Regions from separate parts of the Mus musculus genome. Here region 2 is linked to region 1. A link is a contact called in public Hi-C data. All regions are on one chromosome and are shown on one strand. The core of a region is the stretch at or near the end of the contact, and the rest is flanking DNA. Distances in the headings are between cores, read along the strand shown.

What was found. Hi-C and Micro-C count contacts between places; a contact is called where the count stands out from the background.
Region 2: a contact with region 1 is called in a Hi-C map of nephron progenitors, with 4 times the contacts expected there. The contact joins two enhancer-like sites. A contact is called at or near these places in 3 of 15 datasets of contacts at CTCF or cohesin (the NIH/3T3 cell line, large pre-B cells and pro-B cells), 22 of 484 Hi-C or Micro-C datasets (bone marrow-derived macrophages, cerebral cortex, embryonic stem cells and 4 more), 2 of 115 datasets of contacts at active chromatin or transcription factors (embryonic stem cells and large pre-B cells) and 3 of 9 other capture datasets (embryonic stem cells, embryonic tail and embryonic trunk).

Annotation. Positions count from the first base shown.
Region 1 is chr13:45,238,934-45,245,778 of GRCm38.p6, forward strand. No RefSeq gene overlaps it. Among named protein-coding and RNA genes, the nearest start is that of Gm34466, 25 kb to the right of the region's middle. Within about 2 kb of position 3,513, at least 12 of the 459 cell types and tissues checked have an H3K27ac peak or open chromatin away from gene starts, as enhancers often do. A contact at or near this core is called in muscle stem cells and nephron progenitors, where this site is marked.
Region 2 is chr13:45,464,272-45,470,976 of GRCm38.p6, forward strand. No RefSeq gene overlaps it. Among named protein-coding and RNA genes, the nearest start is that of Gmpr, 40 kb to the right of the region's middle. Within about 2 kb of position 5,415, at least 100 of the 459 cell types and tissues checked have an H3K27ac peak or open chromatin away from gene starts, as enhancers often do. A contact at or near this core is called in muscle stem cells and nephron progenitors, where this site is marked.

The sequences.
Region 1 (6,845 bases), core at 2,263-4,762:
CCGTGTGGGTCCCAGGGATTGAATGAGGACGACAGGGTTGGTGACAGGCACCGTTATCCTCTGAGCCATCTCATAGGCCAATCTTGCTCTGTAAATCTCCCGGTATCTTGCCGAGTGTTCAATTACTTCCATCATCCGGGCAGATAAAGGTGAAATGAGGCAACAGCCACCCTGCAGACAGTCAGCGACTCAGTTATGACTTCTTGGGTGAGAGCAAGAATGGGAGTGAACTCAGGCAGGAGCAGGCTGAGTTTCACCAGTCTATAGAACTATCACCCTGGATCTACGTCTTCTCTGCCAGGAAGCAGCGGCAGCTTGCTTTCCTCTCTGAACAAAGCCTGCGCTTTGTGTGAGCGTCTCCTGAGAGAAATGTGTTTGTACATTAGACTGGTAATTAAAGGCTCCCAATAAACCCGGTCTCATTACTCAGCTTAAGGAGCTGCCTACACGGTGCCTGGCACTAAGTCAAGTGTCTGCTTGTGTAACATTGAGGTTGAGTCTGTGCCGCTGGGGGCAGGGACGGGGGGTGGGGCGTGGCACAGTTGGCTTGTGGGGACATCTGCTTCCAGGTCTTGTATATGGTGGACTGAAGGCACAGGAGCAAGTCTCTACACCTTTCAGGTTTTATTATTCTCTATTCATATAGTTTGATAGGTGGTTAAGACAGAGCCCGGTCCACTGTCTGGTTCACTGACTATGGCTATAGTTAATTGTCAGGAGTTTGAAAAACCACAGTTCCTGGGCAGGTTGCACTCAGTCAGGGAGAAAGCTGCTACCCATCACTCTTATCAGGACGCAGGGTCCATCTGAGCCAAGGTCGGGGAAGGAAAAGGTGATCACCCCAGTTCCTTCTGCCCAGAATTAAATGTGGTTTCTGTTTTACTTATTTCTACAAATAATTCTTTGATTCTTTGTTGTTTTTCTTTTTTCTTTACTGTCTTATCAAGATTAAGGGTAGCCATTGCTACCACCACAACAGCTAATTCTTAGTGATTTTTCTTTTTTTTTATACCAGTTTTCTTTATACCAGAGACTAGTTTAGTTGATCTGAGGGGACAAGTGGAGAAGCCAGATGGGCGTATGAGCCAGAATCTGTTCTGAAAATATTGCATTACAGGAGTTTTCTGCGGGAATTCAGTTTTTGTCAGGTCCTGGTATCTAAAAGCTGATTTTGGAGGTGGAGCAATGGTTTTTACAGAGGACTGAGGTGAGGTCTCAGCGGCTATGTTAGGGCAGTCTGCAACAGCCGCTAATTCCGGTTCCAAGAGATCGGATTCCCTCTTCTGGCCCCCATAGGTATTGCAATCACATGCACAAACACGCGAACTTACACTTATGATTTTAAAAGAAAATCTTCTTTAAAAAAGAAAAACTGATTTCCATTTTCTCTGTTTTAAAAAAATGGTTTTCAAGGCTTTTTGTGATTTTTCTCTTTTCTCACATCATTCTGAAAGCGTGACTAATCATTAACACCAGTGTGTCACAGCAGGTACCAAACCTAACTGGAAACCCGGTGAAACACTCATTTAACTATCTCAACAACCCAACAGAGTGGATGCAGTTGTTTTTTCCTGTTCTCTATAGGAGACTGAGCAGCAGGCTAATAATGATTTGCCGGAGAGCTCAGAGCTGTTAAGAGGTAGGCTAAAGAGCTAACCCAGTGGTCCTGGTCTAAGCCACCCGGTGGACACCACTTTCCTCTTGTTCAGCTTAAACACGACTTGACTTCAGCCATCCCAAAACCTCTTTGCTCTGTGTGAGAATTTGAGACACTCAAAGAGGCCAAGTGGCCTCCTAAGGAAGCCATGGCTTAGACTTCACTGTCCATATTGACAACCTAAGTCCAGAGTAAGAAAACAAAACACAGCATAACATAAGAGGTGCATAGATAGAATTAAATATACTTGACATCATCACTTTGTAATTACATATGCTCATTGGATATATGTATATAATATAATATAATATATATTCCTTCTTTCTTCCTTGAGGCAGAGTCTCACTATTTAGTCTAGGATGACTTCAAACTTAAGATTCTCTTGCCTCAGCCTCTAGGGTGCTGGGACTACAGACATAAGTGACCTCACTGACCTGCTGCTGTTCTTTAAATAACTGTTTTTTGCAGTTAGGTAGACAATAATTAAATTCAATTATTTTTTTCTCCGTAGAAATCTTTATATTTATATATAACCCCGACACTTTCAATTTGCTTAATATTATTTACCAACTGGCCAGCTGTTCTCTGTGCCTTGGAGAATTCTCCTCCAAGGGGTTGGAACCCACTTTTTAAAGGTCTGCCTCTACCTTGGCTGCCCTCTCTGTGCAATCTGTTAGAATTATTTTACAATTAAAGAAGCCCCTGGGAGAGAGAGCTTTGCTTGGGATCTGGAGCCTGGGTCAATGGGCTGAGTTCTGCTATCTATAGCTTATTCTGAACAATAGAATGCAGTGTAGTACTATGCAGATAAATGAGGCAAGTGTCTTACTCTCACCAGTACTGCAATATTTCTGACATTGAAGACAGGTTGCTGAAGCTGAGGCTTTCTACAAGATTCCATGGGAATCTAGATTATGAACGACGATTCATGGAATTATCCCTGGAGACTATCGTCTACCACCTATCTGTTTTGAGAGAGAATCTCAAGTATCCCAGGCTAGCCCCCAATTCAATGTAGCCAAGGATGACCCTGAACTTCGGGTTCCCCCACCTCCAGCTCCCAGGTACACTGCTACACCTGGGTGTTGATGTGGAGGTAGGGCTAGAAGTCATGTTGAACCAGACACTCTACCAACAGGGCTTACACCACATGCTCCCACCCCCACCATTTTGTGGGCGTGGCTGAAGCTTTATTTCTGACCTAATTAGAAGAAGCGTTTTATAAATCTGCATGGACATGGAAGTGGCCAAGGTCTTGTCTTGTCTTTTCTTTTCTTTTCTTTTCTTTTCTTTTCTTTTCTACCTGTTGTCTACCTGCACACCAGAATAACCAATCACACTCACCGAGGTTGCTTATGAAGTGTTCAGGAGATCCGGCCAAGGGCAAAGCCACATGTCACATTGTGCAAAGGCCAGGCATGTTCATATGGTCACACTCAATATGGCTGCTGAAGACACAGTGTCTATGGGGCTTGACATGTCACAATTATTTCATCGGTCCTATGAAAATAATCTTGAAATCACAAGTGCCAGAGGGGAGCCCATTGCGCGAGTGTGTGTGTGTGTGCGCGCACACACACACACACACTCTGACACTCACAAATGTTGTAATAGACACAGAGGTTACCAAATCTCCAGAAAGCACCAGCACACTGTACTACACACAACATTATTTAATCTAAAGCCTGCCAGTTCTTCACCCAGACTACAGGTAATACCTCCCTAGTCCCCACATGCCAAGCCCCGATACCCAGTACCCTGGGAACTCAGAAGCAATTGGTCAGTCTGGGGTGGAGAAAGGTTCTCTTTGTGAGTGACCTTGCAATTCTAATTAGCACTGAACACCCAAACCAAATGTTAACTCACAGACAGAGGGCGGATAAGGTCAGGCTCCAGTAAATCCTGTTGTTTTGTAAGAGATTTGAGAACAGTGGGGGTGAAGATGAAGAGCTCTTTATAAATGAGAAGTTCCAGCCAAGTGCTATCTTCCCACATCCTGAGGGTCCCAAAGGGGCCACCGTACCTCTCCACTGGCTTATAATCCACACAGGAGCCTCTCTGCTGAAGAAGGGAGAGAGTACTGAGTTGATTATTTTATAATTAAAGAAAGCTCTAGGGGAGAGATTTTGCCCAGGAGCACGGCATTGCAAACTGGGTCACCGTGAGCCGGAGTTCCCATACCCGGCAGGTCCAAGTTTCTTCTTTCTTTACTTCCCGGTTGGCTTTTACAGTGAGTTGCTAGCATCTAGAGAAGCACCATAACGCCTCTTGTTTCTCGGCCCATGTTTCGCAGCTCCCGCACTGGCAGGAGAGAGGACCACACACATCCAGGGAAACTTCTGGATGTCTGTGGCTCTCAGTCCCGGAAATCATCCCGGAAGCTCCCCACATCCCAGGTGCCTGGCTCAGGCTACATCCAATTAGATCTGACTCTCTGCCTTCTTAGAGAGAACTGCGGGTGGAGATTTTAAAGTTCAGCCTGGGCTCCTGCTCCCTGGATCTGAAAACCTGGTCCTGACCCTATCATTGCCTGAGAACTTGTTAGAAACGTAAATTCCCAGGCACCACCCTGGGCCCACGGAGTCAGAGAGCATGGATCTACCTAGCCTAGCAATGAGTGATCTTGTTTTGCTTTATTTTTTTATTTATTTTTTATTTTTTGTTTGTCTTGTTTTAAAGTTATTAGTCTTAACAAATCTGAATAATTCTAATATGTCATAGTCTCTGAAACTAATCTAGGAATGGGATGGGGTTGTAAGGGTGTGGGTGTGGAATCGTCTGGCAGTTTCTAATTATTATTATTAAAAAAAAAAAAACCCAACTGACTCTTCACTTGGGCCACCAAATGAAACATGACACAGCCTGTTCTCTCTGCTCCTATTTTTGCATCTGCCTCCTTTACCTGGGATCACCTCCTTACCTCTGCAAGCAGAAACCTTTTTTGTTTCTTATTATTTATTATTTTTAATCCCGTGTATGTGTCCATGTGAGTGCAGATACCCGAACAGGCCAGATTCATTAGATACTACCCTCCCCCAAATCGGGGGCAGCTGTCAGCTGCCTAATGTGGGAGCAGGGATTTGAACTCAGATACTCTGTAAGAGCATCGTGGGGCTTCTGACCACTGAACCATCTCTCCAGCCTCAGGTAGGAATCTTTATCATTCAGGGAGTGGCTCTCTGAAAACTAGTTATACCCTTCTAGGGCAAAGACACAAAGATAAGAGTCATTGAGGCATCTTACTGTCAGATCCTTACAGTGCCCGTTGAATATCCTTCCTCCAGAGGCACAAACCTCCAGTGGTGTCCTAGATGGACGTTCACTCCGGATTCCAGGAACAGCCAAGTCTTATGGGACAGGTCACTTCCTAGACGAGGGCAATTATCTATTACGCCCTGAAGCAGAAGTTTCTGAGGTTCCAGCCACCTCAGGGACGAAGGCATTCCTTTATAGTGACCACTCAGAGTAGATGAAATGAGGCAAACTATTGTATAACTTTATAGCCAGGCATCAGGCCAGCATGGCATGTGTGCTGGTTGAGGGCAGGGAAGGGGTTGCAGTCATCGGGATGGTACAAGCTTGGCGTCTTCTGCATCTTACCTTTCCCTCAGCTATTTACGCTTATTTCTTAACAAAGACTGTGTGTGGTTTGGTCACCCCGTTTCATCGTGGCTTATTTTAAAACTCGTCAGGTACTTGGCAAACTTGGCTGTGAATACTTTTTTTTTTTTTTTTTTACTTTAAAGTTTTAGGTTTCTTGGGGGTGGGGTGGGGGAGGGTAGGTGGACTGGCAGGTATTATCAGGGGCCCAGTGTTGTCCATCTGAAGCTGAACCTCAACATACTTTTGGAAATGGACCATTAGCTTTTATTTCTTACAAGCAATAAGTATTTTTAGCCACCTTGTAGAACTAGACCTGAGGCGAGGATCAAGCAGACCACTTTGAGTGGAACTTTTGAAAGCAAACAAATAAACAAACCAGAACAACCCTGTATTTATGTGTCTGGACCATCTGCATGCTGGTGCCCTTGGAAGCCAGAGAGAGGGTCACCTGATATGGATGCTGAGAACTGAGCTGGGTCCTCTGCAAGACCATCAAGGGGGAGGGGGAGCTAGTGCTCTTAACTACTGAGTCATCTTCCAGCCCCTGACCAGGACTTCTTAATCACACCTGCCTCTTGCCCCACATCCCAGTTCTTCATGTATTTAAATCCGAAGTGTATGTTGTTGTGTTAGAAGCCCAGCTCCAGACAGACCATACCAGACCGAACAGTTCCACGTGAGGTTTATTGTAGGAGAAAAGAGCAGAGATGGTGGTGAAGGAGAAGTGGGAGAAGGGGGGGGAGGGTAGGTCAGAGGGGTCTTCCTTTTATTTGGATTGTGACATAGCCATTTGCAGGTAAAGGTGGGAGGTGAGCCAAGTGGATTCTGGGAATATGGTGGTGGTTGCCTTGGCAACAGATGTGCAGGTCGATGTCACCTAGGTGTGATGTCACTGGGTTCAGAGCCCATCCTGATCCTGATACCAACATCATATATAATGACCAGAAGATGAACTTGGGGCCATTCAAGCCGTTTGCGGGCTCCTTTTACATCCCTTGTCTCTGCTTTCACCACAACTTGTCTCTTTTAGTGTCCTGGGATGGAAGCTTGCCCAGTCCCCTTCCCCCACCTCTCCCCACCCCCACTCCCCTTTCTCTCCCTCTTCCCCTCTCCCCCTCCACACACACACAGACATTAAGTTGCTGGCCTTTTCTTCTAGTTTCATCTAAAGCAGAAAAATCTCAATTCCCACTTCCTGCCTCACCTGGGATACAAACTCAAAAGCCTCCCCTTCTCCCCCCCCCTCCCCCCCCCAGCGTGCAACACACACGGAAATAATTTTATGAAGCGATGAAGGCAAATTACCACTTCCCTGTAATTAGGCCTGTGCTTTGGCATGGTTTGCTGGGGTGAACCTTTCTAGTCTTTACCTATTGTTTCTCTATCTGTTTAGCTTAAAATTGCCAGAAAAAAAAATTATACCCCAACAAGGCTTAATTAGATATTAGGTTGGAGTTCCCTAGAGAACTATGATACTATGGGATGGATGTTTATTATGTTGAAGTGAGAACAGACATCCTAAAATTCCTCTGACTAGATGGAGCTGAAGCAAACACTGGAGGCTGGAGGAGGAAGGCAGAGCTAA
Region 2 (6,705 bases), core at 4,165-6,664, 230 kb after region 1:
TTGAGAAATAAGTTCATTTACCATTTTTATGATTTTCTCTTTGTTCCCACAGCCCTCCATTTTTCCCTCTTCCCTCTGGCCATCTGTTACCTTCTCCAAATCATCACAAAATCCAGACAAACCTGGTACAAACCTGTTATCCCAGCTCTCAGAAGGCTTTGCTGCATGTTCAAGGGGAGCCTGGTCCTCATAGCGGAACTCTGTCTCAATAAATAAAATTACGTAATAAGTTTAATTTAATTTAACAGGATTGGGCTGGGATCTAATTAGTCAAATACCTGCTGTGCAAGCCTGAAGCTCTGAGTTCAGATCCCTCGAACCCAGGTAAGGAGCCAAATGGCAGCACACCGCTCAAAGCCAGGACTGAGGAGGAGGAAGGCAGAGACAGGTGGCTCCCCGGCACTCACTGGCCAGCCAGCCTAGCAGAATCAGTGAGCCTCTGGTTCATTGAGAAATCCCTGTCTCAAAAAGTACGGCTGTGTGCACAAGATCAAGCCAGTAAAAATTCCAGCCTGGATATGGGAGAGGCCTGAGCCTCCCCGCCCCGTGCCCCCCTCGGAGGAGCCATGGACAGTTGACATGACCAACTGCTCATGCCCCAGTGGGTGGGCACACATCCATGTACATATGGGTGTCACTAATTGGAGTTGGAGTTATTGATAACAAAATATAAAATTAAACATAATTTTAAACATCTATTATTTTAATCATATAAGTATATAATATATTTTATATATTATTTTATATTCATCTTTAATTATATATTAAATATGGTTAATAGAGCCGGGCATGGTGGACCATGCCTTTAATGTCAGCACTCAGGAGGCAGAGAAGCAGGCAGATCTCTATGAGTTTGGGGCTCGCCTGGTCTACATATTAAGTTTCAGAACAACCAGGACTGTAACACAGAGAGACTGTCTCAAACACACACACACACACACACACACACACACACACACACGCGCACGCGCGCGTGTGTGTGTGTGTGTGTGTGTGTGTATGTATTTATGTATATGTATGTGTGTGTGTATATATATATATATATATACATATATATATATATATATATATATATGGATGGACATGCAGTTTGGAGGAGGTGGGTGGGTCAACTAGAGGGAATTGAATCAGGTAGTGGGTGGATGTACATTGCACGAATGTATGAAACTTTGGGTGCGGGTATAGCACTGCCTTCTGTATGGCTTTTCCCAGTAAAGCTATAGGAGACACCCCCCCCCCCAAGAGAGGCCCAAGACACCCCAGCCAGGGAACAAACAACACAGAAGGAAAGCCCTCCTACAAAATCCAGATTCGACTTTAACCACACCTTGTTCTCTTACGATGAGCTAATAGCATTCAGACATGACTAGCGTGTGGCAAGATGGTTTTAATTCTTGTTTTCTACTCTCTTCTGAGCATTAACAGTCAGGAAACCTTTAAACAGGAGAACAGGCCCAAAGCCAGCGAATCCTTGGACTGGATAATCCACCTATGAATAACTAGCCCTACCCCACCCCATTACCAGGAGCCAAGAACAAGTCCCCACCAAAAAACCTCTCCCTGCTGGAGACCTTGGGGCTCCGTCAGCATGCCAGCTGGTATTCAAGGCCAGACAAACAACTCTCCATCAGCTCAGACATGTCTGTCCTCACGAAGAGCGAACCTTCTCGGCTTGCATGTGAACGCATGGGCTTGCATGTGAACGCATCCTACTGGCTTGAAGTTTATACAGGCTTGCTCGGCGTCTCTCGGAGTTTGCACCAGTGACCAAGAGATTTTGCTTCTGTTGGCAAAGGCTGGCAGTGACACTAGGAGGCAGGGGCATTTGAAACCACATTTTTTTGGCTCATTAAAGCCATTCTTTCCATGTTGTGCCCGTGCCAGTCAACCTATTCTCAAGGCGTTTTCTCAATGGTGCACTTCAGGGAGGTTGGGCATGGATCTTTCGGGGCACTGGAGCAGGTCCAGAAACTTCATCAAGGCAAGTTTATTCTCGGGCTCTGGCAACCTTTGAATGGCACTTCCCACCTTTGCGGGCTCCCACACAAAGCTCACTCTGCCCAGTTTACCCCTGGACCAAGAAGTTTATTTCATCTTGCTTGACGTCTGGGGTGTCGTGTTTCCACCACACAGCAGTGACCACAAACAAGTGCAAACTCACAGATCTCTTTGGAGGTCTTTCCTACCCGAGATGTTAAGATGTGCCAGAGGCACGGGAATGCTTCGAAGTAACTGGAGAACATGCCAGAGCCGGGACTGTCCTCATTAATTAGAATGGATTATAGAACTTTCCGTGCATGAAAATAAAACAGCTTCTTGAATTGGTAGACAGAAAAAAAGCAGTGGTTTCTCTTCCAGTATACCCTGCCAGTATACCCTGCCAGTATATATGGCTGGTGTGGATGGCATTAAGGTGCTGGAAAGTTGTTCAGTCCTGGCTGCAGTTCTACCTGGGTATGATGTCCAATATTTGAGAAAGACAGTCAGTCAGACAGACAGGCAGACAGATAGACAGATGGACAGACACACTTGTTTTAATTAACTAAACACATCCTTGATTCGTCCCCAGTTCCTAAGAGTTGCTCTGCTCTGCTGAAATATGTCCTGGGAAGTCTGTTTTCTCCTGATTTGGGTGGCACGATGAATGTTAAGCACTAGCTGGCTGGTTCAAGGAGCTGGAACCTCCAACTCAGTGAGGGCTGAACTGAAAACCCAGCTTTCTTGCAGCTGCCATTTGAACGGTCTTCAGTGAGGTAACTAGCAAGCGTGAGGTCAGCATAGTCCGGTTAGAGAGGGAGAGGTTACCCTATAGTTCCAGATGGTAGAATCTTGTATTACAAAAATAAGTTCTGACACATCCACTAAAAACCGTTAAAACTAACAGGTATTTAGCACGGTTGCCGGATAAAAGATCAATCCACAGAAATCAATGTGTTTCTATGCAGTAGCAATGAATACGCTGAAATGACATTAGGGCCTACTGAGATGGCTCAGCAGAAAAAGCAGGAGGGTGGGTGGATTCTAGCACCCACCTGGTGGAAGGAACCGGCTGCCTCTAGTTATCCTCTGATATGTCACTCCTCCAACACACACATCAATGAGTGTAATAAATGTTTTCTAAATAAAATAAAATTAAAATTTGGGAAAGTTATTCTTAAGATAGCACTTAAGAGAAGAAAATACTCAGGGATAAATTAACAAAAAAAGTATACAGCCTATTTTTGAAAGTATAAAAAGTATATAAATGAAGAGCAAGAAGGATAGCTGTTCTGTGCTCATAAACTGATACTTAGTATCAGCAGGCAGCTCTCCAGAACAGCCTTATGGGCCCATCATTGCAATAATCAGTGCCCCAAAGCACCAAGGTGTCCATTCTCTTCTTGACATTTGTTATTATTTGAGAAAAAAAAAAAAACCCTCTAGCCGCCACCCTAATGGGTATGGAATGGTATCTAACTGAGGTTTTGCTGTCCACGCTCTGATGACGAATGATGGTGACATTTTCACAAGTGCTTCCCAGCCACTCACGCATCTTCTGTGTTTTTGCTCATTTCTGTTCTCCATGTTTGGAGTGTTGGATTGCAATAGTTCTTCATGTAGTCGAGATTCAAGTCCCTCATCGGATATTTCCTTTGCCAAGCTTCCTTACCTTATTGGCTTATATTCTCATCTTCTTTGTGGCGTCTGTCTTCATATAGCACCCACTGTGTCATCTACTTACGAGGCAAGGGTTAAATGTGGGAAGTGAGACTCAACCAACTTTGTCATTTTATATATATATATGTGTATGTATATATATATATATATGTATATATATATGATATATATGTATATATTATATATATAAAATCTGTTACATTTGATATTAGTTTTGGATTATTGTCTCAATTTCTGCCAAGATGCCCATTGGGAATTTGATATGAACTACTTTTGACTTTATCTGTCAAATTGTGAATATTTGCATTCTAATTCCTCTTTTAAAAAACTTTGGCCAGGCTCAGTCTAGCATGTGGAGTCATGATGGGGCAGCGATGTTTGCGGGACCCCACACCCAGGGCCCCCAATGAACGTGCACAGTTCAGTCTTTTTCTTGGTTTGCGGAAGACCCCACCTGGTCTTTCCTTGGCATGGCAGAAAGCTTGCCTGTTGGTAAACACAGCTTCACCCTGAGGCCTTGTTCCTAGATGAAACATCTGTAGCATTGGCATGAGGGTGCAGTCTCCAAGGATTAGCTTAGCCTGTGAACACAGAACTCAGTTGAGATGGGCTGGTGAGACGGAGAACCAGAGCATGGGCCCCACCAACCACTCAGGGTACCTCGAAGCCTCCGGCAAAGCCATTGCCAGGAAATGCAAGGTCCTCTTCTAACGTCCAAGGACACCGTGCTTTCTGGTCACACACACAGACACACTGGTACACATAAATAAAATTAAAATAATCCCTGTGTTGTGTTTTTTGTTTATTTTTAAGAATGCATGCAATTACTAGTCTTTTCCTAAGGCACCATATAAAGTGAGGAACTTCTGCTTTTTTGTTTTGTTTTTGCCTGACCTGGAACTTACCTTTGAACTTGTTGGGGGGGGGGTCCTCTGACCTCTGCAGATGGTGGGAGCTTTAACTGAAGAGTGGCAAGTAAGTGTGGGGGTGCAGTATCATGTCTGTGGCTACCGTGTGTCTCTGTTAAGGCAAATTAAGCCAGGTGTGGTGAGCTACAGGCAAGGGGATCAGGAGCCAAGGCCAACCGGGGCTACGCAGTGAAAGCCTATCTCAACATAAACCACCAGCAATAGCAACAACTATGAAAACATTCTTACCGATGCTGAATTTTTGCTCGAAAACTCTGATATGATTTCCATCCCCCTTTGAAATTATTCACCATACCAAACTCATACTTCACAGTAAACAAGTTCTCAGCAGTTATTAGGCCCTCTGGGGAATTCTCACGAAGTGAGGGAGGATAAAAAAAATCTCACGCGATAAGCTTCTTAAATTATACATTTAATATATGTGTGTATAAATTTTAATTGGACAGACTCATACTTTTTAAGAAGACAAATGGCCTTTTACTTTTGACTTAATTTTTTTTTCTTTTTTTTCTCTTTTGATTTGGGAGAGACACCATCTCACTCTACCTCAACCCGACCCTGGTTCCTTCAAAAGTGGATGAGCTCAAAGAGCTCTTGCATGATACTGAAAAATGCCCCAGGGTGGGAAGACTTGGCCACCACGCCACGGGTCAAAGGGGCAGCTGCGCCTTCCAACTGCCTCTGTGTGCTAATGTGCTCTCTGGGCCTGCGCCAGGCTCATAACAACTGCTGCTTGTTTGCAAACTTCTCACCGTTGTCTGTGCCTTTAAATCTCTCCTCGTGTGTAGGAGACCCCATTCTTAGCCATGAAAAGCTGGAGTTGATGTGACGGTTTCTGTTGCTTTGTTCCGCGGGCTAGCAAGCATTCATAGATTGGCCAGCACAGTGCTTACTGGACCTTGCTTCCTGCCTGGTGACCCAGCTCCCCTGAATCTCAAATAAATGTTTCTGTCAGGAGACTGAGCACCCAGCTGTGCAAATTGGTCACAGATGTAATTGCATTTGCCCTCTGCCCTGGAAGAAAACATGCCTGTGGTTGGGGGGTTTAGATGGCTGCAAATGAAACACATTACTCCTGACTTTGGGTAACAGCCGTGACGCCCAAAATAAACTGCCTCAGAGACGCCATGGTGTCACCAGAGATCCTGGATCGTTGCTACCCAGAATCCAAGCTGGTCGACCAAACTGGACTATTTCATTGGCTGGTCAGGCATGGTCACAAAGTAAGCTTTCCCATTGGCTCCTGTAATTCCCAAACTGGACTGCCAGCCCCTTTCGGGCACCCACAGAACCTGTGCAAAGGGCTGCGATGCTGTCCAGATTCCTGGGCCAGCAGGCCAGGGCAGCCACAGGACAACCACACTGCCCTGCCCGCCCTCAGCAGCTGCTAGAATCTAATTAAAATAAACACAGCAGTCTGCCGCAGCACCCCGCCCAGCACCTCAGGGTTAATCTGTCCACACAACTTTTCTGGAGAGTCTGGCACAGAAATTCAACCCCAGAAACCAAGCATTGACTCTAAAGCCAACCAGGATGGGAGGGGTTGTGCCTATCTGAACCTCTCTGGTGGGAAGAGGACAAATACTTGTCTGTCTGTCTCAGAGGATCTTACCTCGGTTTCTCTAAGTAGCTTTGAAGATGCAGATAGGGGGAACCAGGCACCCCGGGCTATGTGTGTTCAGGAGCTGCTGGGTAGCTGCTCTCCCTGAAACCGAAGACTGGCAGAAGTCACTGAGCAAAGATCATGGAACTTTCCAGAGAACTGGCCAAGTGTTATGGGTGCTGAGACAGAACTTGTGACACCTAGCATAAGGGGCTCAGGCCATTTGGTTTTAAGTGCCAATCTACCCTGCTAACTCTGTCTCTTTAAGAGTTACCCAACTATGGTCCCCAAATCCTCGTTCCCCTTCTTCCTCTCCTTCCTTGCATTTCCCCCACTACTCTTTCCTTGTTTTCTTTGTTTTGGTTTGATTGTCTAAGATGGGCTGTCACTATGTAACTCATACTGGCCTAAAAACTCACAGCTATCCTCCTGCCTCAGGCATGCACCACCAAACTGAGAGACAAACCAGTTCCTTCATTTGTAAATGGGAAAACAAAAGTCCATAGTTCATAGCGT